7 separate regions of the Mus musculus genome follow, and all the other regions are linked to region 1. Evidence: chromatin contacts called from public HiChIP or PLAC-seq data. All regions are on one chromosome and are shown on one strand. Each heading gives the region's core, a stretch centred on a gene start, on an enhancer-like site or on the middle of the called end of the contact. The rest is flanking DNA. Distances are from core to core; before and after follow the strand shown.

Region 1 (3,274 bases), core at 230-2,729:
CAAAGTGCTCCTAACTGCTGTGCTGTCCAGCACCTTTTTACAGATGATGTGTAAACACCATGCTTTTAGCCTGCATTCAGGACACGTCCTGCTGGGCACTACAGGCATGCTGAGACCAGAAGGGGGCGCCAGATTCCCAGGAACTGGAGTTTTGAGGAGCCCTGAGGGTGTGGGTACTGGGACTGCAGCCAGGGTCCTCTGGTTCGAAACTGCAATATTCACCTCTCCAATCCCGTTCTTTTGGCGGGTTTTGAAACATGTAAATAATTTCACAAACACTTCTACCCACGCATCCTGATATGCTCGAGAGAAAGAAAAGATTCAACTTTGGTTATGAACTGGGTAACCTGTGTGTTAGCTCAACCTCATGCAATCTTTTTGTTTGTTTGTTTGTTTGTTTCTCGAGACAGGGTTTCTCTGTATAGCTCTGGCTATCCTGGAACTCACTTTGTAGACCAGGCTGGCCTCGAACTCCCGAAATCCGCCTGCCTCTGCCTCCCGAGTGCTGGGATTAAAGGTGCGCGCCACCACCGCCCGGCTCATGCAATCTCTTTAAGGCCGCCAAGGTTCAGATTTGCCCTCTGTGATATAGTCTGAAAATAAGACAAATCTTCCTTCCGCTTGTTTCAGAAATTCACTATGCTTCGTAAAATAGTTAAAATAGTTGCTACCTAACTTGGCTTTCTTACCAAGCCACCCGAAAACACCTCGCTCTCCTGGGAATGGCTGCGGCAGCAGGGAGATGTATCATCTCTGGTTCTGTCTTCCCCAGACAGTGAGGGTTTCCCTACATAGCCTTGGCCATTCTGGAGTTCCTTATGTACATCAGGCCGGCACCGAACTCAGAGATCGCCTTGCCTCCACCTCCCCAGTGCTGCTGGGATTTAACGTGTGTGCTCCCACGCCTTTGAGAGTGTTTGCGTTGATAAAGCTGTAGAGATGGCAAGTATTAATGGAGTTTCTGATCTGTAGACGATATCTGCTAGCATCGCCTCGCGTTATTAAGAGGCATATTAACCATGGAGATGCACTTTCCCTTCCCAAGCTCAAGTCAACTGACTCGTCCCTCCGCTTCTCCCCGGCCTCCCGCCTCTGTTTACCCTGCAGGCACTGAGTGGGAGGGAGGCTGCCACACGTAACGGCTCCGTATAAGCGCGGAAGACGCATTGCAGCAACACGCTCCGAGACGACAGACTACACTCGCTCCTCTCATCTCGATGATCCTCTTTGTGACCTTTGGAACAACACTGGAGTCGGAGGGTACCATGCCAACAGTCCCCCGCGCCGCTAGAGGGCAGTGCAAAGAGACTCCGCCCAAGTAGTGGGGCGCGAGGAGAGCCCAGGCGCATGCGCAATCGAGGCGGCGCGATAGCTAGCCAGAGCCGCGACGACCCGGCTGGTGGGGGGGAACTCTTGCGACTGCGCGTGCGTGGCGGTGGTCTCCGCGCTCCCTCGTCCTCTCAGTCAGCGAGCGGCTGTGAGAGCGCGGTGACGGCGGCTGGGATGTTCCGAAAGGCCCGGCGGGTGAACGTGCGCAAGCGGAACGACTCGGAGGAGGAGGAGCGGGAGCGCGATGAGGAGCAGGAGCCGCCACCGTTGCTGCCCCCGCCGGCCTCGGGAGAAGAGCCCGGCCCTGGCGGCGGCGACCGGGCCCCCGCGGGGGAGTCGCTCCTGGGCCCGGGGCCGCTGCCGCCGCCGCCCTCCGCGCACCACCCGGGCCTCGGCGCTGAGGCCGGGGGCGGCATCTCCGGCGGCGCGGAGCCCGGCAATGGGCTGAAGCCGCGCAAGAGGCCTCGCGAGAACAAAGAGGTGCCCAGGGCCAGCCTGCTCAGCTTCCAAGACGAGGAGGAAGGTAAGCCCCGGCCCGGCCCACGCGGACCCCAAGCCCGTGCTCGCCCGGGCGCCGCGCCCCTTTCCCCACCTCCGGCCTCCGGATCTGCCTGGGGTTGTGTTCCCGCGCTGCCACCAGCCAAGTCTACGGCCTGTGCAGTCCCTCCTCCGGCTGTCAGAGCCCTGATCAGCCATCCTGAGTGGAGGAGAAGGCTCGATGCTCCGTGGACCCGTTTCCTACCTTGCGAGTTGCAGGCAGCCTGAGTCTCTTGGTTAACTGCCTGCTCTTAGTCGTCTGCAGGCCTCTGTACCTGCGGCTTGTTGGCGTCTCGGTTTAGGCCTCCTTGATTAAGAAGGCCGGATTGTTAAAGAGGAGGACCGAAACCAGGGCTGGGAACAATTCTGGGGCTGCAGCCCTGGCTCCCGGTGACCTTGATCCAATCGCTCCCTTGCTGTTGTCCAGTCTCGGTTTCTCTGTAGAAGTAAATGGGAGGAGCAGATGTCCGCTGTGGCATTGGCTCTTGAAGCAGAAGAGGGACCAGGCTGCAGGGGATTTCGATTTTACTTGTACCTCAACATCATGTTAGGAAAAATTGGATGATTTTCGAAGGTCTTGCGTCATGCTTTCGTGATTCTAGAAAGATGGGTGAATTATCTTTGACCTCTCTGGAATTTTGTTTGAAGGAGATACAGACCAGGTTTTGCATTGTTTGAAATGTCTTGTTCTTGACTTGGATTTTCAAATTAAAGATGAGGGCTAAGTCACTCGAAACTTAGTTTTGCAAAATGATTTACTCTAGGCATAATTTTGAAATAACTGTTATTGTGACCAGAGTTATTCAGACTTGGCAGAATAACTTTGGGGTGTATTGTTTTAGGTTTCTTGACTTAATGTTTTAAGGAAGCATTCTAAATACTTTTTTATCCTGAGATGGGTGAAATATGCCAAAATTTAACAATTTTGAAGTTCCTTGGGTTACTCACTAAAATTTTCATTTAGTTTCTGGAATTGATACTATTTTTTGTTTGTTTTAATTATGTTTTGTTGAAACAGAGCCTCTATACTATAGCCCTGGCTGATCTGGAACTCACTCTGTAGTCTAGGCTGAACTCAAATTCAGAGAGCTGCCTGCCTTTGGCTGCCCAGCTCTGGGATCCCAGGCATTTGCTGCCAAGCCTGGCAATACCCATTTTTGAGTCTGCAATAGATTGCAATAAACTTCAGATTTTGTAATGACTTGTGTGTGTGAAAATATGCTGGCAGAATGAAAACAGCACAAAGGCACGAGGAAGGGAGAGCACTTTCTGAGTTGGTGTCTTACAGACTTCATTCTGTTTCTCTTAAGAAAATGAAGAAGTGTTCAAAGTAAAGAAATCAAGTTACAGCAAAAAGATAGTTAAATTGCTTAAGAAAGAATATAAAGAAGACCTTGAAAAATCAAAG
Region 2 (3,274 bases), core at 496-2,995, 500 kb before region 1:
CAGGGCAGCTCAGAACTATTTATAGCTCCAGTTCTGGGAGATATGATGGCCTCTTTTGGCTTCCGTAAGCACCAGGAACTCAAGTGGTGCATAGACATACATAGACATGCAGGCAAAACATGAATATGTTGTTAAAAGCAATTTTATGATTCCTGAGGGCCATTCATAACCTATGGAACAGTTATGGGAATCTTCTCATTACCTGTTGGCCGCAAGAACAATGTCAATATTTTCACTCTGCACTGTGACTAAAAGGGTTTCTTTTAAACATATCCTAGTTTTTCTTTTAAAAAAAAAGTGTGAAAATTTCGCGTTAAGAGTGGCATGAGAGTCTAAGAAATTTACAAAAGGCTACCATTTTCAAAATATCTAAGGATCCAATTTGTTGTTAATGAGCCACAGACCACGACTTTTGTGGAGCATAATAAAAAGTTAATCATTAGAAAAATGTCTGTTGTAAAGTTTCTAAATACGCCTATCAACTTCTGAACACATAGTTCACAGACATCTCAGACAATCGCAGGCTCTCCTCCAAAGGAGACCTGTGTGTGTGGGTGTGTCAGACACAGATTGCTCAAGGCAAAATGGGGAACATCAGAGCCAGGGTTTAAAGTCTTTGTCTGACTCCAGGAGAACAAGTTAACTGCGTAACCCACTCATCCTCCTGTGCTCCTCTGCCCTTAAGGAGAAAGGGAACTTAAGGGCCTTTGCAGGGATGCTGACAGAGGACCAACTAACTCCTCAACACCACTTCCAATGGGAGGGAACGTCCCAATTCGTAGGCTTATTTAACTAATGGCCAAACTATAAAAAAAACAAAATAAACAACAACAGCAAGACCCACTGAGTAAACCAAGCCGGCCCGGCCGGCCAGAAACTTCAGGACCCCTTTTTCTCATCCTGAGTTCTGTGTTTTCACAAGGGTGCACCCCACTACCACTGTGGACTCCAGATATCCAAGCTTTGATATGATCTCTGCACGGGAAAGAACCCAGCAAAATATAATCACGTAGGAAGAATGTTCTTGGTTAGTGATGTCTTTCTTTTGTTGGTTTTGATGACTGGCTCATAAATACAGTCAGGTTGGTGACAAAAGTGGGAAGTTGAACCCCGGTAAAGGGCTGTGTGGGCGGAGTAGGATAGAGCTGAGATTAAAAGTGTGCCTCAGCTGACCCTCTGTCCCCATACACTGGAGGGGACACAGGCATTTCTGCTCCCCATCTATAAGATCCCGAGGAACTGAGTACGAGGATTTTATAGGCTGCCCAGACAAATACTGGTCCTGCCCGTCAGCTGATCTCCCTGGCACCAAGGAGCCAAAGACGAACTGGGCTCTCCACCTCCAGGCCTGGAATTCCCCGTGGTCCACGCTACACTCACTGCAGCTCCCTCTTGCAGATTCCTCCTGGTCGGTGCCCCGTCCGATCGCGGTCACCCGCAGATCGGGAACGACTGCAGAACCCCACCCTGTGCCGGGTGCAAGCTCCCGGAGCCACCCACGCGCGGACGCGACACCCAGGAGAGCCCGAGGAGTCGGGGGTGGGGTGGGGGGTCTCCTGGGTCGCGCTTACCTGGCGAGGACGCCGCGGCACCGAGCCCACAGAGCAGCAGCGACGGCAGCCACAGTGGCAAAGGCCGCATGGCCCGGGCGGCCCGGGACCGCGGGGTGGACGCCGCTCAGACTCGCACCGCAGCGGCCATGGCGAGCCGAGCGCCCGCCTCTTCCCCAGCCTAGCCGCAGAGCCGCCTCGCCCCGCCTGCGTCCCGCCCCGCCCCCACCGCGCCCGGCCCCGCCCCCGCCCGGCCCGTGGGGACTTTCCCCGGTGTTCCCGGGAACCGCGGCCCCCGCAGCCCAGCACACAGCCCCGGTGACTCCGGCCACACCTCGCCGAGCCGACCTCCAATGTGTGGCCAGAGATCTCTAGTACCATCCTTCTGGAGAGACCCGTGGACACCCATCCCCACCCTACCCCACCCCACTTCGGACTCCCGCCACGTACGATTTAAGGACCCATTTATTTTGAATTCTGTTCTCTTTAATGACCGGAAAGATCGTGCTAAGCTTTGAATCCTTTTAAGCAAAGGGCTACTTAAGGGTATAGCAGAGAGGACCCTCTAGGCCGTGGTGTCACAGAGGAAGAAAAGCTAGAGGAACTGTACTGGTTGCTTAATAGTCTGTGGGTTTGGCCCTCTGTGGCTGTGAAGCTACGAGGAAGTGACCCCAGAGCAGGGCAGGGATAGGCTCCCAGCCTGAGCCTTCCCCAGTGGCCAGCCTGTTGGCAGAGACGTTCACACCTCGGCCACAAAAAAGGGGGCAACGAAAGGAATGGTTAGAGGGAGACAAGAGTCAAAGAAAGGGGTCATCGAACCGCAGCTATTGCTCCTAACCGCTGAGGCCTCAGTCTTAGGAAGCCACTTTAAACTGTAGTTGAAGCTGGCCTTGAACTTCACAGATCCTCACATCTCTACCTCTCAGGGGTTAGTCGTGGGCCCCCAAACCCTTCCCTTGTGCCTGTGGCTCCAGAAGTTGGCCTGTTATAAAAATACGTGATGAAATTATCTAGCAAAAATTTGAACTATGACTTGAGAATTTCAAGACCCAGAAATGTACTTACATGCCAAGGAGAAGAGGAGGGCTGTGGGGATCCTCTCAACAGGACGTGTTGAAAACCGCAGAGGAGAGAAAACCTAACCACACAGGCTGTGGATTATAAGTATACCCCTCTGAGTGCCCCGTGCCCTGCCCCCGGCATGTTTTATTTTTATGAGACAGGGTAAGGAAAAGGACTCAGCTAAAGCCACGAAGGACCTGTGATCACTAAGCTTTTCAGCCTGTGGTCTTGACCCCAAATGGTAAGCCTTTGGAAGTGCTACTACTGCCTCACCCCACTCCCTACCACACCCCTGTCTAGAATCTCCCTCCCTCAGCACAGTGCTAAGGGCATATTCCCTGGATCTGTACCCCATGCCTCAAGCATACAACCCCCCAAAGACAAGCGTTTCTCTCCTTTCCCCAAGGCAACTTTGTCAGGGCAAGGCCAGCTAGGTGCTGGCATCCACTCTCTTGCCCTTCCTGCCTAGAGGAACCCTGATGTCGTTGATAGCTGAGTCTTCTGTTGAGATCTGGCAGCTGGCAGCGGAAGATAACAGGAACTCCGGTCTGGCATTTCCTGTGTGTGTAGCACTCCTGGCTCTGTCTGTCCCTCTGAGCAACTGCTTTGATTGTGCTGTGTGCCGCCATTTCTGTGTTCTCTCTCTTACCTCCCCATTGCTT
Region 3 (3,274 bases), core at 398-2,897, 480 kb before region 1:
GATCCAGCTATAAGGCATTGTCTAAATTATCGATCAGTGGGGAAGGGCCCAGCCCTCGGCAGGTGGGGCCATCCCTGGGCTGGTGGACCTGGGTTCTATAAGAAAGCAGGTCACGGGAAGCAAGCCAGTAAGCAGTGCCCCTCCATGGTCTCTGGGTCAGCTCCTGCCTCCCTGTTCCTGCCCTGTGTGAGATCCTGCTCTCACTTCCTCCATCAATGGACTATAGTCTGGCAGTGCACACCAAATAAACCCTGCCCTCCTGTACCTGCTCTTTGGTCATACAAACCCTAAGACAGGGATGGGGAATTTCAGGCCTACACCAGCTAGATTTCTTCATGTTCCACAAATCAGGCGTGTGATGTCTTCAGCAAAAGGGTTTTATTAAGTTCTGCAGAGAGACTAATAGCATTGAAAATATTCTATAGTGTCTTTGGTTAGTATATTTATTCCTGGTGAATATCAGCATAGAGATGGGAATGGCCAGGCTGTATCTCCATGGTAGAGAGCTTGCCTAGACCTCACTGACTTACAGCTCCAAAAGGGGCAGCTTATCCCTGGCTCAGGGTTTCTCATTTGTAACCTGTGGTCTATCAGCATGGGCGCTATTGTTCTGTTATACGATAACCTAATTTAACTCTTCTTATATGCATTTATGTGTATATTTTAAGAAGCTTCCATGGTGGTGGGTTTTCATATGCCTTTTTAAAAAGTGTGTGTGTGTGTGTGTGTGTGTGTGTGTGTGTGTGTGTGTGTGTGTAGAAGAGTCCAAAAGAAGTCACCGGATTCCCTGGATCTAGAGTTCCAGGAAGTTATGAGCTGCATGATGTTGGTACTGGGACCCAAACTCAGGACCTCTGAAGAGCATCAAGTGCTTTTAATGGCTGCGCCACCTCTCCAGCTCCCATGAAAATATTTTTAAGCCATTGCGTTTTTTCCCCTCTCAATAGCAATAGCTTAAATGGGGTCATTTCAGCCGAGCCCACTAAGTGTGCATTTATAGTTAAGCCTCACGTGATGGTTGTGTCTGTGGAGCTACTCAGATACCTACCTGTTAAACACTATGCTAGATGTTTCTGTGCTGGGGTTTTTAAGACGAGTCCCACTTTTCTAGGGGTGGCTTGAATCACTGTAGTGGCCGTGGATGTGGTGATGGTGGTTGGGACATTTCTGAGACGGCCCTGGCAGGATTTCCTGACAGAATGCGGAGCGTGAAAGAAAGGAGAAGTTGCGGCCAGCACATGCTTCTAAGTGAAAGAAAGGAACTAACGTGCTGTGACGGAAAGCGACTGAGAGAGGAGACAGTTTGACACTGCTTCAAATCAGCATCCGTATCCCTCGCATCCCTCGCATCCCTCATTTGTAGTGTCTGAGACAGGAAGTCATCCTGCCTTAGGTCTGGAGTGCTGAGATTATGACATCATATGCACGGTTATGTCTGGCTAGTGGTCCTTATTTTGTAATGAAAGACCTTTTTGTTTGTTTGTTTGTTTTGGACACTTGATTTTTTAAAAGAAAAGAAATCTGAAATCTGTGCTTGTAGAATCTTCTGGATAATACTACAACTTTGAACTGTTTATCACCACCCATCCATTCCCCTGCCATCACTATTGTGCAACCTCGTTGCCTAACAACTCCAAAAGGGCAGCTTACTCTTGTGTGAGTCAGACCTGTGGTCTCTTCGAGCACTTCTCAGGGCTCAGGCGCAGAGAGGTGCGGCTTTGTGACAAGCTCACACTGGTCACAGGCGGCAGGGCTTGAGTTGAACTAGGTTAGATCTTAGGATGCTTATTCCTTTGAGACACCTGGGCCTAATTGCAATACTGTGCTGTCTGTCTGTCTGTCTGTCTGTCTGTCTGTCTGTCTCAATAGGAAATTCTTGGCAATAACCTTGAGCTATCTACTTATAGACTCCAGAGTGGAGAAAGGCAGTATATGTAGCCTTTGGGTCATTTTTCAATGCTTGTTCTTTAAATTTTATACATGGGTGGGGAGGGGGAAGGGGGAATAGACTTCCCTGCATTGATGAGGAAGTGTAACCAGACACTATATGCTTAGTCAAGAGCAAACATTTCAACATAAAAAATTCCCCATATGTTTGAGGAAGTGGGTCCACAGGCCAGCAGGCCACCAAAGAACCAGACAGCTCTATATACGCTCATAACAGATTACTTACGATGGAAGGAATAGCACTAGCAATATACCAATAGTGTAATTGGTCCAGGCCAGTTCTCCTCGCCTGGATTAATGAGAGGATGTGGGCAGGCGTTCAGTGTAGTGTACTTGGCCCATGATCGGGCCTGGGAGGTGAATGGAGGCTTAGTCTTTTTGTCATCTTGTGTTTCTGAGATGACCGAGGTCTTTGGTTAGTATATTTATTCCTGGTGATTATCAGCATAGAGATGGGAATGGCCAGGCTGTATCTCCATGGTAGAGAGCTTGCATAGCATGTGTGGATCTCAGGGCTCAATCCTCAGCACAGCAAAACAAATCAAACAGAAAAGAGTACAGGACGCAGGAAGCAGGCACCGCCCAGAGCCTTAACAGGTTGATGCAGGGGAAGATTTTGGGTTCGGCCAGTTGAATTTTAGAAAAAGACAAAGCAAAAGCTTCATTTTATCCACCCCCCCCCCTTTAAAAAAAACAAAAACAAAAACAAAAAGAACACCACCAAAAAACCCACCCAATGCGGGGCAGTGGTGGCACACGCCTTTAATCCCAGCACTTGGGAGGCAGAGGCAGGCAGATTTCAGAATTCGAGGCTATCCTGGTCTACAGAGTGAGTTCCAGGACAGCCAGGGCTACACAGAGAAACCCTGGCTCAAAAAACCAAAAAAAATTAAAAAAAAAAAGACAAACCCACCCAAACTCACAGTTTTTCATTCCTGGACCTAACATACTCCCCACCCTAATCTTGGCATCACCCTCCCACCAACCTGCTGGGGACTCTGCTCACTACCTTGGCCTACTGGGTCCATTGGGCATGGACACAGAGCCTCCTCCCCTAAGGTTTGCCATGATACACTAAAGACAGGGCTGCAGACATATTGACTTCTGCAGGGCCCAGGGTGACGGGGACTCTAAATCCTGTCCTCCCGTCCTCCCTCCCTCCCTCCCTCCCTCCCTCCCTCCCTCCCTCCCTCCCTCCCTCCTCCTTCTTCCTTCCTTCCTTCCTTCCTTCCTTCCTTCCTTCCTTCCTTCCTTCCTTCCTTCCTTCCTTCCACAACTGTCCTGTAGGACAGAAATCAGGGTATTAAAGTTCTGTCTGCTCCTTGCT
Region 4 (3,274 bases), core at 288-2,787, 420 kb before region 1:
TGAGTAGGCGACTTCGTCTTTCAGTGCTGCAGCTTCCACTCCTGTAAAATGGATAGTAGCTGAACAGAGAGCTAAAAGTTTAACTAGTTTACGCTTTTAATGACTGGTGTAATCGTTAACTGGCTGAAAGTTAAATGAGTTTACACACTTAATGACTGGTGTAATTGTTAACTGGCTGAAAGTTAACTTAGTTTATACACTTAATGACTGGCATAACTGTTAACTGGCTGAACGTTAAATTAGTTCATACACTCAATGACTGGTATAATCAAGATCCTATCAGACGCGCCACCTGGCCATCCACTTCAGCATCTTTAATGTAGTTCCAGGAGACAAGCTCACATCACCCAGCACAGGGTATGGTGCTCCTGAGCCGCTTTCCTCAATTACCTCAGTGTTGGATTGCAGGCGGGTGCCACCACATTTTGAGTCATTTTTGTTTTTAATTATGCGTGTGTGTGTGTGTGTGTGTGTGTGTGTGTGTAAGTATATATACGTGCAGAGGTCAGAAGATCAGATTTTCCTGGAGATGGAATTAAGAGGCTGTAGAGCACGGGTTCTCAGCCTGTGTGGGTCTCCATCCCTTTCACATGGGTTGCCTGTTATGATTCATAACAGTAGCAAAATTACAGTTATGAAGTAGCAGCAAAATAATTCTATGGTTGAGCCTCACCGCAGCACGAGGGACTGTATTAAAGGGCTGCAGCATTAGGAAGGCTGGGAAACACTGCCCTAGAGTTAGCCACGACGCCAACAGCAGTCCTCTGAAAGAGCAGCAGCACCAGTGAGCCGTCTCTTTAGCTCCTGAAAATTAATTTCTCAATGTACACCCTGCTCAATTGTTAATTTTACATGAACATAGACATAAAACTCTTTTCACCCTGAGCTGAACATAAAACTTTCCAAGAACAAAGGTTCCAAAGCAACCCCCTGGGCTGTGTCACGCTGCTAGCATGAATTCCACCGTGTGCCATCTTCAGGGTGAGACCTGGGGCATCACTTACCTCCCTGAGAGGAGTCGGAACTTATCTCCAGGAGTTCTGGCTGGGATGCCGGGCTGTCTTTTTTGGTTTTATTGTTGTTGTTTGTTTGTTTGTTTTCATCACTATGAAGAGATCTCTCTTGTCTCTCACCCTTAGAGCAGTCGCCATTCTCCCGATGTAATTAGCCCAGTGGTTCCCTGGCTTATTTGTTATTGTTTTGTTAGCCTGCTCGACTGTTAGGAGTGATACTCTCATCTCACTCCTCCGTTAACCCGGGACAAACCGCACTAGGGCTGGAAAGCACATTTCTGCTGCTCTCTGGTCTCCCACCCACCAGCCATCCCAGGCTCGGGCCCGGGTCAGAATCCCAGGCTGGAGCAGAGCCATTGGGCGGGCGTCGGGGTGAGAGCGCTGGACTCAAGCTACCTGCGCCCAGCAATTACTCCCCGTTGCTCGGCCTTCGCTCACCTAAGGCTACGGGCAGAACCCGAGGTGCCTGGGCCAGCAGCACCAGAGACGCCGAGCCTACGACAGCCCTACCTCTTACGTCTTCTGTCACTTCAAGTGACGCGCCAAAAAAAATCCTTGGCCCATTGCAGCCCTCCTAGCAACACCCTCCAGCCCGGGCTCTGCCCTTCGGGAACACCCCATCTATTTGCTCCGCCCCCGTCCCGCCCTCCGCTCAGGCCCCACCCCTCGATGAAAGCTCCGCCCCCTCTGCAAAGGCCCTGTAGTATGCAGTCACTGTCCTCTTAATTTCCGTTTCCTGACAGGTCATGACCCTCCCCACTTCCGGAAGCCCACCGTTAATTGTTCCAACAGCAGAGGCGAACTCAGTTTGCTGCTAGAGCGCCTGCTCAGAGTTCCTGCACTGAGCGCTTTCGTTTCTTGGTTTTGTGTGTGTGTGTGAGCTATGGCTCGTTCCTCAAGGGCTCTCTTGGAACCTAGTGTGGGAACCCACGGGTGCCGGGCACCCTCGGTGGTATCAGAGAGGCAGGTAATTTCCAGTGTGCGGAGAGGTGACATCCTAGGGGCTGGGGTGGTCTGAGATTATGGTTCCCTGACACCTATTCGTAAAGAGTTCGAGCCTGCGTTTGAGAAGGTTATTTACTTACATACCTCAAGACTACGCTATGGAAATAAAATTTAAAGATGATGGATGAGGACATCGGCAGCTTCTGGACAAGCATGCATGGGATCCTGGGTTCAATACCCCGTGGCAGCAAAAATGAAATAATTGAATCGGGCATGGTAACACATGTTTGTAACCTCAGCAGGTAGTTAGCAGGGTGCCCCCATTATATTGGGAGTGGAGAGCCAGCCTGGGCTGCCAGAGAATCAATCTCTCTCTCTCCCTCTCTCTCTTCAGATCTTCTTAGGGTTATTATTGCAGCTATGACAACTGTTGTTAAAACAAGACAAAGAGGCTCAAACCCAAGCTCCTTGAATGACAAAAACGAAAGAATCAACCCCCACGACTGTTTGACTCATGAAATGAACAAGTCCTAAAGATCTGTGGATCCAACAGTTTTTGGTCGTGGCTACTAAGTCATTGGGAAGAACCTTACCAGTGACACATACTTAAGGTTGTTAAAGTTTCTATTTCCCACTGTCCAAGAGTTCTTGCAAACTCGTTGGAACAGTGTTTCTCAACTTTTGGCTGGAGATCCTTATTCAAAGGTTACCTAAGACCATCTGAAAAGAGGTATTTACATTACAATTTATAAGTGTAGCAAAATTGCAGTTATGGAGTAGCAATGAAAGTTTTATGGTTGGGGGGTCACCACAACATGAAGAGCTGTATTTAAGGGTCACAGCATCAGGAAGGTTGAGAACCTCTGAGTTAGAACAACTGATACAGGGATCTATAGCTAAACAATATGAAGAGAGTGAGACTTTAGAGCTTAAGGTCTTAAATGTGATGTCTCCACCAAATCCCTCCCCACCAAGGCACAAGAGTCTAGGCCAAAAAGGAGGCAGAAAGATACAAGCGTCAGAGGTGACAGAGGACTGAAGGAGGTAGTGTTTTCCAGATAGAGCAGGACTGATAGACAAGTGAACTCAGAGACTGTGGCAGCACACACAAGGCCTGCACACTGTCAGCCACAGGGTATCCTGACACCGAGAGCAGGATGTGGACAATAAATAAAGGAAAAAAAGAAGGGGTCCAGCTTCTTCTTCTTCCTCTTCTTCTTCTTCTTCTTCTTCTTCTTCTTCTTCTTCTTCTTCTTCTTCTTCTTCTTCTTCTTCTCCTTCTCCTTCTCCTTCTCCTTCTCCTTCTCCTTCTCCTT
Region 5 (3,274 bases), core at 436-2,935, 400 kb before region 1:
GGTTATGGTGAACAGGGGAATATCAGAACATTGAGATAACAGGGTACAAGTGATTCAACCATCACTTTTTGGCTTATTAGTAATATTCTTCAGTGTCAGTTAAAGCAATAACTATGAACTTAATTTCACCTTGGGAGTGACATGGAGTCTGGATATAAGATGGTTCCAGTTATGTTAGAAGGAGCAGCCCTCAACACTCGTTGCTCTTTTCCTCAGAAGCCTCGCCTGGAGAGACACCTCGCCCTGCCTGAGCCGCTCTCTATCAGGTGCTGCGGCTGGCTGTTAGCAGAGCTTCTCCACGTGGTTTCTGATGGGCATCTTGGAAGCCCCATGTATGATGACACTGCTGACCCGCTGTTTGGTTTTTTAAAGACAGGGTTTCTCTGTGTAGCCCTGGCTGCCTAGAATTCACTCTGTAGACCAGGCTGGCCTGAACTCAGAAATCCTCCTACCTCTGCCTCCTGAGTGCTGAGGTTAGCGGCGTGCACCACCACCTGTCTCCCACAGTTATTCGGTTTCTACCTGGGAGCCCATTCAGATCAAAGTCTGTTCCGCCAGGACTCTCCTGGGAACCCCGACTGACTGTCTTCCCAGTTGGTCTCTGCTGCGTGTTTTGCTTTCTCTTGATTCCTGTTTACTTACTTATTTTTAATTCAATTTAATTCTTTCCTTGTGGCAGGGTCTCACCATGCAACCCTGGCTTGCTTTGTGTAGACCCAGGCTGGCCTTGAACTCACAGAGACCCACCCTCCTCTGCCTCCCAAATGCTGGGATTAAGTGATTGTGACGTCACACCTGGCCCTGGGTATTTAATCTTTTACGTTGGCTCATTGTCAAATGGAAAGCATGGCTGCCTGATTATTCTCTGGTCCACACAGAACATGGCAGGGCTCAGCTTTGGTTCTGAGCAGACTCTGTTGTGGTGGTGCCGCATGGCTTCGCTGGGGGTCGGGCCACTGTGTGTTTAGCTGATGATGGTTTAGCACAGGTGCTGTGGGTACCCTCAGCTACTGGCTGTACAGCAGGCTCCATGGGGGGTAGGGATGTTATCTGATTTGCGGTTGTTCTGGGCTTGGGTGTGCCTGGGTGCTGGGGACTGCATGGCTACGTAGGCTCATGAAGGGTGCTGAGCTGGGACCTGCTGACTGTTGGACTAGGTAAAGGTGTGTAGCAAGGATGGCTATTCAGTGAGCTCTCCAAAGAGGAGGGAAGGGTGCTCACTCATTCAAGTGTGGTGGACACTGTGGTTGAGTCAGGTGTGTGATGGTTCCTTTGGGTGGGAGGCAGTGACTTCTGCCTTGTGGGCCTGGCCACAGATACACATGGGCATGTCAGGCATGTTAGTGTCAGCTTCCCCTCTGTGCACATCTGCTGAAGCTTAGGAGGCCATACTGGCAGAGCCTGAGGTTTTCTTCTTCCTACCAGACTTGAGCTCTGAGCCTCTAGTATTGGGGTACTCTAGTGGTCATCTATACAACATAGCAGAATAACTGTGCAGTCTCCAGAAAAGAGACCTACTATGGATACCAGCCCCTAGGGAAGGATGCATTCTAGCAATGGGTCTGGTTTGAAGATGGCACCGGGCCATGGTGGCTTAGATTCCAGTGGATAAAGTACACAGTGTGGATTTCAACTCTGTGTCGGTTCGACTTCAGACTCTGGGCAGCTTTCCCAAGGGTGAGGCCTGTGAGGGTGATAGGGGCCTCATGTGAGAATGGAAAGCATTCGGGGTTGGCAATGTCTTCAGTCTACCTTGTCCTCGGGAGAAATTTGGCTTGATGCTGAGTGATCCGGGTAGGAGACCACATGGGTTGGGGTGAGCCTAGATGGCCTGCCCTCTTACTTGTGCTGTGGGGTTTTGTGTATTGCAGGGACCCTGCCACCTCCCTATCACTCTCCAATTTAGTTCCTCTGTCAGTGGAGTTGGAATGGAGCTGGGTATGGCATGTTGTACTCCCTTTTCTGCTGGGGAAGATAAGCGAGGGACTCTGTCCACATACCTTGCTGACCTCACTTCCTGGGATTTCCCCCACCTCACCACGGAAGAGCCAACTTTATTTCAAATCCATTCAGGGGACTACACAGACAGACACAGGCCCATACAGGAGCACACAGAGGACACAGGCCCATTTGGGAGCACAGAGACAGGCACAGGCACAGGCACAGATCCACTTAGGAGCACACAGACACAGTCCCATTCAGCAGGTACTAGTAGAGTCTCACAATCCCTGCCCAGTGCCCAGCACCAGTCAGGGGTTCTTCAGGTTGAAAATAAGAGGAAGTCTTGAAGATGCCTTCCTGCAAACACACACCCATTCGTGACATGGGCCCCCTGGGTCAGCTTACTGAGGGAACCGCTTAATTATCAGTATTTACATGGTGAATAGCTACCATCTGTGAATAGCTTTCATTTTTTTCAAAAGAACCACAGAAGTTTCATTCACGTTCTGAGTAACTGAAGAGTTTAAAAAGTAAAAAAACAAAACAAAACAAAAACAAAAACAAAAAAACCTTTTCTCTGTTTCCTGGGCGATGGGTTACATTCGCTTAAGCCTCACAAGAAGCACTGGGATATTTCTCCGTTACTTCTGAAGTGATGGTTTGGGCTAAATGAACCGGATCTCTGTGTGCTGCATGCTGGCGCTGGGGGAACTCATTCCTCCTGTTGTTGTTTAGATGCTCGATGGTTGGATCTCTGTTCTCCAGGAGGCCCTGGGCGATCCCTTGGCTGACTTCTGCCAATGCTAAGGATACTGACATCTTGGAGATGTTGTTTGGAAATTTGCAGATAGACGCATGGACCACTATGCATCTAGACTGTGCTCCATTTTTTTTTTTCTAGTAGCATGTGGTTGGTGGGATTTGAACTCAGGACTTTCGGAAGAACAGCCACCCCCCCCCTCCTTTAAGACTAAAGTAGAACCCTGTCTGAAGGATAGTGTGTGTATCAGCGGGGTGGGTGGGGCTGATGAGTTTGTATAAAGATTGCTACGTGCAGTTCCCTTGGACCTGCTTGGGATATGAGGCTCTTCCTTACGCCGAGGCTTTCTGGGGGTTGCGGGTTGTTAATCTGCTGCCTTCTCGAAGGTGGCCCCTCCTTTAGCCTGTTTCCAGGCTTCTCTACTCCAGGACCTGCTCTTTTTAAGTTGACATTTTAGAACTCATATATGAGGGGCTGGCGAGATGGCTCCGCGGGTAAGAGCACTGATTATCCTACCGAAGGTCCTGAGTTCAGATCCCAGCAACCACACGGTGGCTCACAGCCACCCGTAAT
Region 6 (3,274 bases), core at 242-2,741, 330 kb before region 1:
TGCAGCCCTGAGAATCCAAGCCAGGAAATCCAAGACTACGAGGAAGGGGCACTACAACTTCAGCTCTCTTTAAATGTTCAAATAAATACAGGGGAAAAAACTTTAGAATAGTCACATCCGGGTTTTTCTTTTTATGATTTAAATTTGAAAAGCCACTTTTGAACAACAGTCACTTCCTGCGCCACACTGATGAACCTCATTAACGATCCCCAAATTGCTAGTGTGTTGGTGAAGTCGATGAAGCCATATTTGGTGTGACCTCTGTTACCCCAGTACCAGACCCCACCTCATTACTCTCCCAAGGCTGCACAGAAGGACTGACAGGCAAGGGACAGGGGACAGTAGGGCAAACTCAGTCTCTGGTCCCAATCTTAGCACCTTTCTTAGATGACACTTGGGCTATTTCCTAAGATCTCCTGTCACACAAAACAGGGACATAAAACAAACATTAAAACACAAAAGTTCATAGGTTGTCAAAGTTTTCCAGTAGAGCCATGTTAACCAAATAAATGGGTCAATGGGGCCAACGGTTTACCGCATGCACTATTGGCTGGCTTGGAATAGAAATGCAAGCTACCAATAAACTCAGTGCCTTTCCTGTATCCCATCCCTGCCCATCTTCTGCGGGCCACAACCCCTTCAGTGACCTCGTAGGAGCTTGAACAAACGATCCTGGGACCTTAGGTAGGTTTCAGGGCGCGCAGTGTGTGTGTGTGTGTGTGTGTGTGTGTGTGTGTGTGTGTGTGTGTGTGTGTGTGTAGGGGGAGGGGTGTCAGGACGCAGAACAGGACCCAGAGGCTGGAGATGATAACTAGCTTGGCAAGGCGTAGTGGATCCTAAGGAATGTGGACCCCCTAGGATCTGGCAATGGCTCGGGCTAAGGTGCCCCATGCACCCTCGGTGAGGCGACGCTGGTGGAGTGAAGGCAGAGAGCCCACAAAAACCCAGAGTTCACCAAAGGAACGGTGAAAGGAAGGCGCCCATGCGGGGGCCACGAGGGCCCCCCATACGCAGCTTGTGGGTCGGGGGAGCTAGAATCCTCAGACTCTCCACGGAAGAAAGGCAGGAAGAGGCGGAGTCCCGAAGAGGAGAATTGAAAAGGGGATTCCGGGAACTGGCAGCGGGGAGGCGGCCCAGTCCTACTGTCCGCGAGGCGAGCGACACCCATTCATGTCCCCGTAATGCCCGCAGTACAGTACCTGAATCGCCGGGTCTCGTGAATCCCCCTCTGGGATGTCCTGGGGCCACCTCCGAGCTGCTCTGGGCATCAGGCGCAGCTGCGCGCGGCTGGCGAGCAGTGGAGGCAGGCGGGAGCCGAGCCAGGCGAAAGGGACGGCGGCGGGATGGCCGGTGCCCCGCGACCCGAAGAGTCTCCGCTGGCAGCCTGGTTTCCCCTGGTCTAGGGCTAGACCACGCAGGCTCCCGGAGGCCAAGGGTTCCCAGCCGCGGGGTTAGCGGTGAACAGAGAACGAGGCGAGAGGCGGGGCCCGGGCGGAGCCGGCGACAAATGGGCACTTTCGCATCCATTACGACCCCACCCACTTCAAGTACAGTCCAGGGAGCCAGAGTTAACGGATCGGGGTTGTTGTGTTTATCGCTGCCTCCTTGGAGGACTAGGTAGTGCCTGATCCCTAGAACTAACTGGATACGAATGGGTTGGGTGCCTGGCCTAGTGATGCGGGTGTGTACTCTCTTCTTCCAGGAAGGCCTTGGCAGGAGGATCTCGAATTCAATACCTATCTGATACAGAGCAAAATTAAGGCCAGCCTGGGCAATGTAGGGACACCCTGACTCAAAATACAAAGGAAGAGGGGTCTGGGCAGAACTGAGTGTCAGAACGCTTGTCAATCATGCTTCCCTCTCTTCCCCTCCCCTCCCAGTCCTCCCTCTTCTCTCCCTCTCTCATCTTGTGCTTACTTGTTTTTAAGCTCCTCTGATTATAATTTTCCACACAGGACACAAACAAAAATTATAAATACCATAACTCATTGCCTGCTTCTTCTTGGGTCTTTGCTTACTATTCCCCAGGGCCCTCTCTCAAGACCAAACGATTTTTTTTTTTAAGGATTTATTTATTATTATATGTAAGTCAGACACTCCAGAAGAGGGAGTCAGATCTCGTTACGGGTGGTTGTGAGCCACCATGTGGTTGCTGGGATTTGAACTCTGGACCTTCGGAAGAGCAATCGGGTGCTCTTACCCACTGAGCCATCTCACCAGCCCCTTTTTTTGGTTTTTCAAGACAGGGTTTCTCTGTGTAGCCCTGGCTGTCCTGGAACTCACTCTGTAGACCAGGCTGGCCTAAAACTCAGAAATCCGCCTGCCTCTGCCTCCCGAGTGCTGGGATTAAAGGCGTGCGCCACCACGCCCGGCTAAAGACCAAACGATTTTAGAGTAAGGAGAAACAATCTTTCCATACCTACTTAGGAACTGACATCCCTTGTCTTCCGAAATGGAATACGCGGGAGCTTTCTGTAGCGTATGCACAGTCTAAGTATGAAGGTGGAAGTTCCAAGGTGGAAATGCTAATGGAAGTCTGTAAGAGGAGGCGTGGCAATGATGCCTACCTGGGCCTGGATTCTCACTTTCAGATCTCCGAGGGAAGAGAAGGGGAGGTAGTTCACAGTTTATGTAAAGGGATTTTCTTTCCGTTAAAAAGCGTGTGTATGTGTTTTCCCCCTCTTTAAAGACAAGATCTCTTTGTGTGTCCAGCTGGCCTGAAACTTAAGATCTCCCCGCCCTACCCACCAAATGCTAGAATCACCATTCCAGAGCCACCATATGCAGTTTAAGAGAACAGTTTCATCTACCAGGACTGACAGTTGCTGAGTCTCTCTTTCTGGGCTGACCTGAAGAGGTTTCCACCACTTATGTCACACTGGCAGAATTCCTACCAGTCTCATGAATTTGAAAGGCTCTTATCTGGGATCCTGGTTCTCTACAAAAGCCGTTCAGTGCTGAAATAGTTTCAGCCACAGTTTCAAAGAAGTTGTAGAAGTAGCCCCGAGCAAGTGGGGTAAAGATGATACAAAACTGTGGTCTGCATGCCCCCTTTTATATACACATGCACATTAAAAATAGAAATATTTCAGAAAACGTGTGGGATTGGAAATCATTATGTTCAGCAAAATATACCAAACTCAGCTCAATAATATTGGTCTGTTTCTGTCATATGTGGAGTGTGGACTTAAATATATGCAAATTTACATATAAGCAATGGAAGTAGACAGAAGGCATGAAAGTAGAGGAGGAGATCCAAGGAGGGAGGGAGAAC
Region 7 (3,274 bases), core at 373-2,872, 290 kb before region 1:
GACCATAAGCAACTTGGGGAGGAAACGATTTATTTCAGATTATAGCTTGTAAGTCTGTCCCCGGGGGAAGCTAGGACTGGAACTCAGGGCAGGGACCAGGAGGCAGGAACTGAAGCAGAGACGTGGAGGGGCATCACTTACTAACTTGTTTCCCATGGCTTGCTCAGTCTGCTTCCTTACAACCCCCAGAACGGCCTGAGTACTGTCCTGTTCGAGTAAAGCCCTGCCCACGGTGAGCTTTGTCTCCCACATCAATCATCAACCAAAAAATGGCCCCAGGCTTGTCTGCAGGCCAATATGGTGGGGACATTTTTCTCAACTGCGGTACTCTCTTCCAAGCTGACACAAGCCTGGTCACGACGGCTTCCTGACTGCACAGCAGCCTCTCAGACCTTTCAGGGCATTGGTTTTCTGGGTCTGTACAAGTGTGCCAGAGGCCAGTGTGGAAGCTGCATAACCTTTTATGGTTTTGCTCCCAGAGTCCTGCAACTCACTCCCATCTTAGACTGTTGGTTGCAGGGGAGTTAAAAGTCTGCCTAAACTCAAGGCGGATGGGCACAGACTCCTCTCTCGATGGAAGAAGAATGGATTATAGAAGATCAGCTATGATGGAAGACATGCCTGCATCCGCCTTTGGGGATTACACATGGGTCTATATTAGCATACCATATCCATACATATAAGTAATCATGTATGTGAATAGTTATATGTTATGTATAATTATTCACGACCCTATGGATACCATATATACCACATCCTAAACAGAAGGTTTCTGGTGGTCCATGCCTATGATGCACAGCACTTAGGAAGTGGAGGCAGGAGGATCAGAAATTACAAGCCATTCTTAGATACATAGTGGACTAAGGTCCAGCCTGGGCTAAGTGAGAATCTCCCTGGATAAAGAAAAGCAAAGGAAGTTACTCAGCGGTGAGTGTGTCAGTGGTGAGAGGGGCTGCCTTTCTTATGACCGCTCTCAAGGATGTTTTCCTTCATGCCCTGAGAGCTGAGAGTTCTCTCTTCAGAAGCCTGCCAAGTGATTTTGAGGGATAAGCCAGAAAGTACTGCTCTTTTTGCTATTGCTTAACAACATTGGCTGGTGTGTGGGTATAGGCATAACAAACCTTTCTTCCCATTTTATTGATGGGGAAACTGAGGCTATGAAAAATCTCCCAAGAGTCTAGCCTATAACAAAACTAACCAGGAATCTGCATTTGTGGTTTCTGAACTGAAACCTCCCCAGGGATCCCCCAGGGGAGTGGAACCCTCAAGGATTCCGATGGGTCCTCGGGACTCTTATAATTCTTGGATGTTAGTGTTGATCCAGCAGCCCCACAGAGCTGAGGATGGTTTCCTCTCTTACTGGAGATCCTCAGTGGCTCCCCAGCACCACCAGCAAGAACAGATCTAAATGTGCAGGGTGCTCAGGGCCCTCCCTGGTGGGACCTGTGTGTATGCCTGTATGTCCTGCACACACACATACAAATGTACAGAGATACCACTCCTCATAGTTAAGCCAGCTCTGCTGGAGACCTATAGACATTTGGCAGAGATAATGCCCTCTGGACAGGCCATAGGCCCCCACCCCCAACTCCACCCTCTTCCCTGAAGAGCTCTCTGGAATTGCAACAAAAGGGAGAGACCCGGCTCTGACATTTTCTTTGTTCACAGGAGCTGAAAGAGAATAGCAGCACTGGCCGGGCTGACAAGAAGAGTGATGGGGTGGAGGCACCGGCTGCTGAGGGGCCAGAGAAGTCTTGGGGAAGTTTCCATATGTGACTACTTTCTGAAAAGACTTGGATCCAACTGCGCTCTTTTTTGGACCTAGCTTGTTCCTTGCCGATCCAATAGGTCTCAAGTGGCCCATAAAATTTTTACTACATTTTGTCCACCCGTGGATACTGTGACCTAACGTGACCCAATCAGGGAGCTGTTTGGCAATGTTTTCAGAGGGGACCAGAACGTCCTGGGGCTGTGGCCGAATTGACAGTGTTTGCTTTAATCAGGAATGATGGCTTCTGGTGGGAATCAGAGGCAGGTGGTGCAGAGAGCCGTGAACTTTGTCACAGCACAGTGACTTCTGTAAAATTCACAGCAGTTCCTTCCAACTCTTTCTGGATGAGCAGTGGGGACTACAAATGTCTGGTGAGCTGCAAGGAATGACGGGTACAGTGTCTGGTTTTAGTCTTGAACTCGGGCAGGGAAGTTTGCATGGGTTAAACCATGGATGGCCGCAGTTGTTTGAGAATATTCTACTCTGTCATTTTGATTGAATAACTCAGAGAAGTAAATGGAAATACATGAGAAAGGTCATTTCTTTGTTTTTGTTGCTATAGCAGAGCATCTGAGATTAGGTAACTGATAAAGAAGAGGAGTTGCTTTTGGCTGAGAAGTTCAAGGTCAGTTGGACAGCTCTCGTAAGGGCTTTATGTTGCTTTAAACATGGTGTGGGGGTGGGAAGTGAAATAGCTGCTTGCAAAACAGGAGAGGGGGCTGACTCTTGTTCTGGTTCAGTCATTTTTTTCTTTTCTTTTTTAAAAAAATTTTTTTATTGGTTATTTTATTTATTTATATTTCAAATGTCCTCCTTCCTGGTCTCCCCTCTGCAAACCTCCCATCCCATCTGCCCTCCCCTTTGTCTCTAAGAGGGTGCTCCCCTGCACTCCCACCTCACCCCTCTTGCTGGGACATCAAACCTCCACAGGATCAAGGGCCTCTCCTCTCACTGATGCCAGATATGACCATCCTCTGCTACATATGCAGCTGGAGCCGTGGGTCCCTCCATGTATACTCTTTGGTTGGTGGTTTAGTCTCTGGAAGCTCTGGTGTGTGTGTGTGTGTGTGTGTGTGTGTGTGTGTGTGTGTGTGTGTGTATGTGTGTGTGTGTGTGTGTGTGTGTGTATGTGTGTGTGTGTGTGTGTGTGTGTGTGGTCTGGTTCATTCATAACTGTAGAAAGTCATGACTACGTTATGAACACTCCACCTCCCACCAGACCTCACCTTCCAACATGATGCATGAAGGAATTAAAGGTCAGAATAGGCTCAGAAGGGGAAGTCCAAGCTGGCAGCCCTGATGTTCCAGGAGCAAGCAGAGCATGTGCAGGGCTTTCTAACTTTGTCTTGCTTGGTCTGGATGCCCCAAGGAACAGGGTTCATGCAAAAAAACCTAGTTTCCAGAATGGCCCCTCACTCACAGGTTTGCGGTTGGTGCCTTTTGCGGGTTGAGATCTTAGCTAGGGCTGTCAGGAGCTGGACAGCTCCATGTGGCCCGTCGGCC

The links. HiChIP or PLAC-seq counts read pairs in DNA pulled down with a chosen protein or histone mark.
Region 2: an H3K4me3 HiChIP or PLAC-seq map of the 230-238 cell line shows a contact between it and region 1, with 19 read pairs. The contact joins the promoter of Ifngr2 here to the promoter of Paxbp1 in region 1. A contact is called at or near these places in 16 of 39 promoter capture datasets (3T3-L1-derived adipocytes, the C10 cell line, the HPC-7 cell line and 10 more), 4 of 484 Hi-C or Micro-C datasets (LSK cells, cardiomyocytes, forebrain and 1 more), 15 of 115 datasets of contacts at active chromatin or transcription factors (the 230-238 cell line, CD4 single positive thymocytes, VIP interneurons and 12 more) and 4 of 9 other capture datasets (adipose tissue, liver, macrophages and 1 more).
Region 3: an H3K4me3 HiChIP or PLAC-seq map of pro-B cells shows a contact between it and region 1, with 3 times the contacts expected there. The contact joins the enhancer-like site here to the promoter of Paxbp1 in region 1. A contact is called at or near these places in 1 of 39 promoter capture datasets (the 3T3-L1 cell line), 1 of 484 Hi-C or Micro-C datasets (bone marrow-derived macrophages), 10 of 115 datasets of contacts at active chromatin or transcription factors (the 230-238 cell line, bone marrow-derived macrophages, cardiomyocytes and 6 more) and 3 of 9 other capture datasets (adipose tissue, liver and pancreatic islet).
Region 4: a contact with region 1 is called in an H3K4me3 HiChIP or PLAC-seq map of bone marrow-derived macrophages, with 5 times the contacts expected there. The contact joins the promoter of A930006K02Rik here to the promoter of Paxbp1 in region 1. A contact is called at or near these places in 1 of 484 Hi-C or Micro-C datasets (B cells), 17 of 115 datasets of contacts at active chromatin or transcription factors (the 230-238 cell line, the SCID.adh cell line, bone marrow-derived dendritic cells and 11 more) and 4 of 9 other capture datasets (adipose tissue, embryonic stem cells, liver and 1 more).
Region 5: a contact with region 1 is called in an H3K4me3 HiChIP or PLAC-seq map of intestinal villus epithelium, with 7 read pairs. The contact joins the enhancer-like site here to the promoter of Paxbp1 in region 1. A contact is called at or near these places in 1 of 39 promoter capture datasets (the 3T3-L1 cell line), 1 of 484 Hi-C or Micro-C datasets (B cells), 11 of 115 datasets of contacts at active chromatin or transcription factors (the 230-238 cell line, bone marrow-derived dendritic cells, bone marrow-derived macrophages and 7 more) and 2 of 9 other capture datasets (adipose tissue and embryonic stem cells).
Region 6: a contact with region 1 is called in an H3K4me3 HiChIP or PLAC-seq map of the 230-238 cell line, with 24 read pairs. The contact joins the promoter of Ifnar2 here to the promoter of Paxbp1 in region 1. A contact is called at or near these places in 9 of 39 promoter capture datasets (the C10 cell line, embryonic stem cells, erythroid cells and 5 more), 1 of 15 datasets of contacts at CTCF or cohesin (the NIH/3T3 cell line), 2 of 484 Hi-C or Micro-C datasets (B cells and forebrain), 27 of 115 datasets of contacts at active chromatin or transcription factors (the 230-238 cell line, CD8 T cells, the SCID.adh cell line and 19 more) and 4 of 9 other capture datasets (adipose tissue, embryonic stem cells, liver and 1 more).
Region 7: a contact with region 1 is called in an H3K27ac HiChIP or PLAC-seq map of embryonic stem cells, with 2.3 times the contacts expected there. The contact joins the enhancer-like site here to the promoter of Paxbp1 in region 1. A contact is called at or near these places in 11 of 39 promoter capture datasets (the C10 cell line, the HPC-7 cell line, cranial neural crest and 8 more), 2 of 484 Hi-C or Micro-C datasets (B cells and bone marrow-derived macrophages) and 14 of 115 datasets of contacts at active chromatin or transcription factors (the 230-238 cell line, the NIH/3T3 cell line, bone marrow-derived macrophages and 8 more).

Annotation. Positions count from the first base shown.
Region 1 is chr16:91,042,584-91,045,857 of GRCm38.p6, reverse strand. It overlaps Paxbp1 (PAX3 and PAX7 binding protein 1), which reads left to right and starts at 1,479. Exons shown (of 18, transcript NM_026110.2): 1 at 1,479-1,852; 2 at 3,177-3,274. The coding sequence starts at 1,504.
Region 2 is chr16:91,545,530-91,548,803 of GRCm38.p6, reverse strand. Ifngr2 (interferon gamma receptor 2) reads right to left here and starts at 1,745. Exons shown (of 7, transcript NM_008338.4): 1 at 1,572-1,745. The coding sequence starts at 1,641.
Region 3 is chr16:91,521,069-91,524,342 of GRCm38.p6, reverse strand. No RefSeq gene overlaps it. Among named protein-coding and RNA genes, the nearest start is that of Mir6367, 4.8 kb to the left of the region's middle. Within about 2 kb of position 1,647, at least 182 of the 459 cell types and tissues checked have an H3K27ac peak or open chromatin away from gene starts, as enhancers often do. A contact at or near this core is called in the 230-238 cell line, adipose tissue, bone marrow-derived macrophages and 3 more, where this site is marked.
Region 4 is chr16:91,463,367-91,466,640 of GRCm38.p6, reverse strand. It overlaps A930006K02Rik (RIKEN cDNA A930006K02 gene), which reads right to left and starts at 1,537. Exons shown (of 2, transcript NR_077219.1): 1 at 1,005-1,537.
Region 5 is chr16:91,446,087-91,449,360 of GRCm38.p6, reverse strand. No RefSeq gene overlaps it. Among named protein-coding and RNA genes, the nearest start is that of A930006K02Rik, 17 kb to the left of the region's middle. Within about 2 kb of position 1,685, at least 93 of the 459 cell types and tissues checked have an H3K27ac peak or open chromatin away from gene starts, as enhancers often do. A contact at or near this core is called in the 230-238 cell line, B cells, hepatocytes and 1 more, where this site is marked.
Region 6 is chr16:91,371,000-91,374,273 of GRCm38.p6, reverse strand. Ifnar2 (interferon (alpha and beta) receptor 2) reads right to left here and starts at 1,491. Exons shown (of 9, transcript NM_010509.2): 1 at 1,200-1,491. It overlaps Gm36587 (a long non-coding RNA gene), which reads left to right. Exons shown (of 4, transcript XR_876244.2): 1 at 1-684.
Region 7 is chr16:91,333,064-91,336,337 of GRCm38.p6, reverse strand. No RefSeq gene overlaps it. Among named protein-coding and RNA genes, the nearest start is that of Ifnar2, 38 kb to the left of the region's middle. Within about 2 kb of position 1,622, at least 23 of the 459 cell types and tissues checked have an H3K27ac peak or open chromatin away from gene starts, as enhancers often do. A contact at or near this core is called in embryonic stem cells, where this site is marked.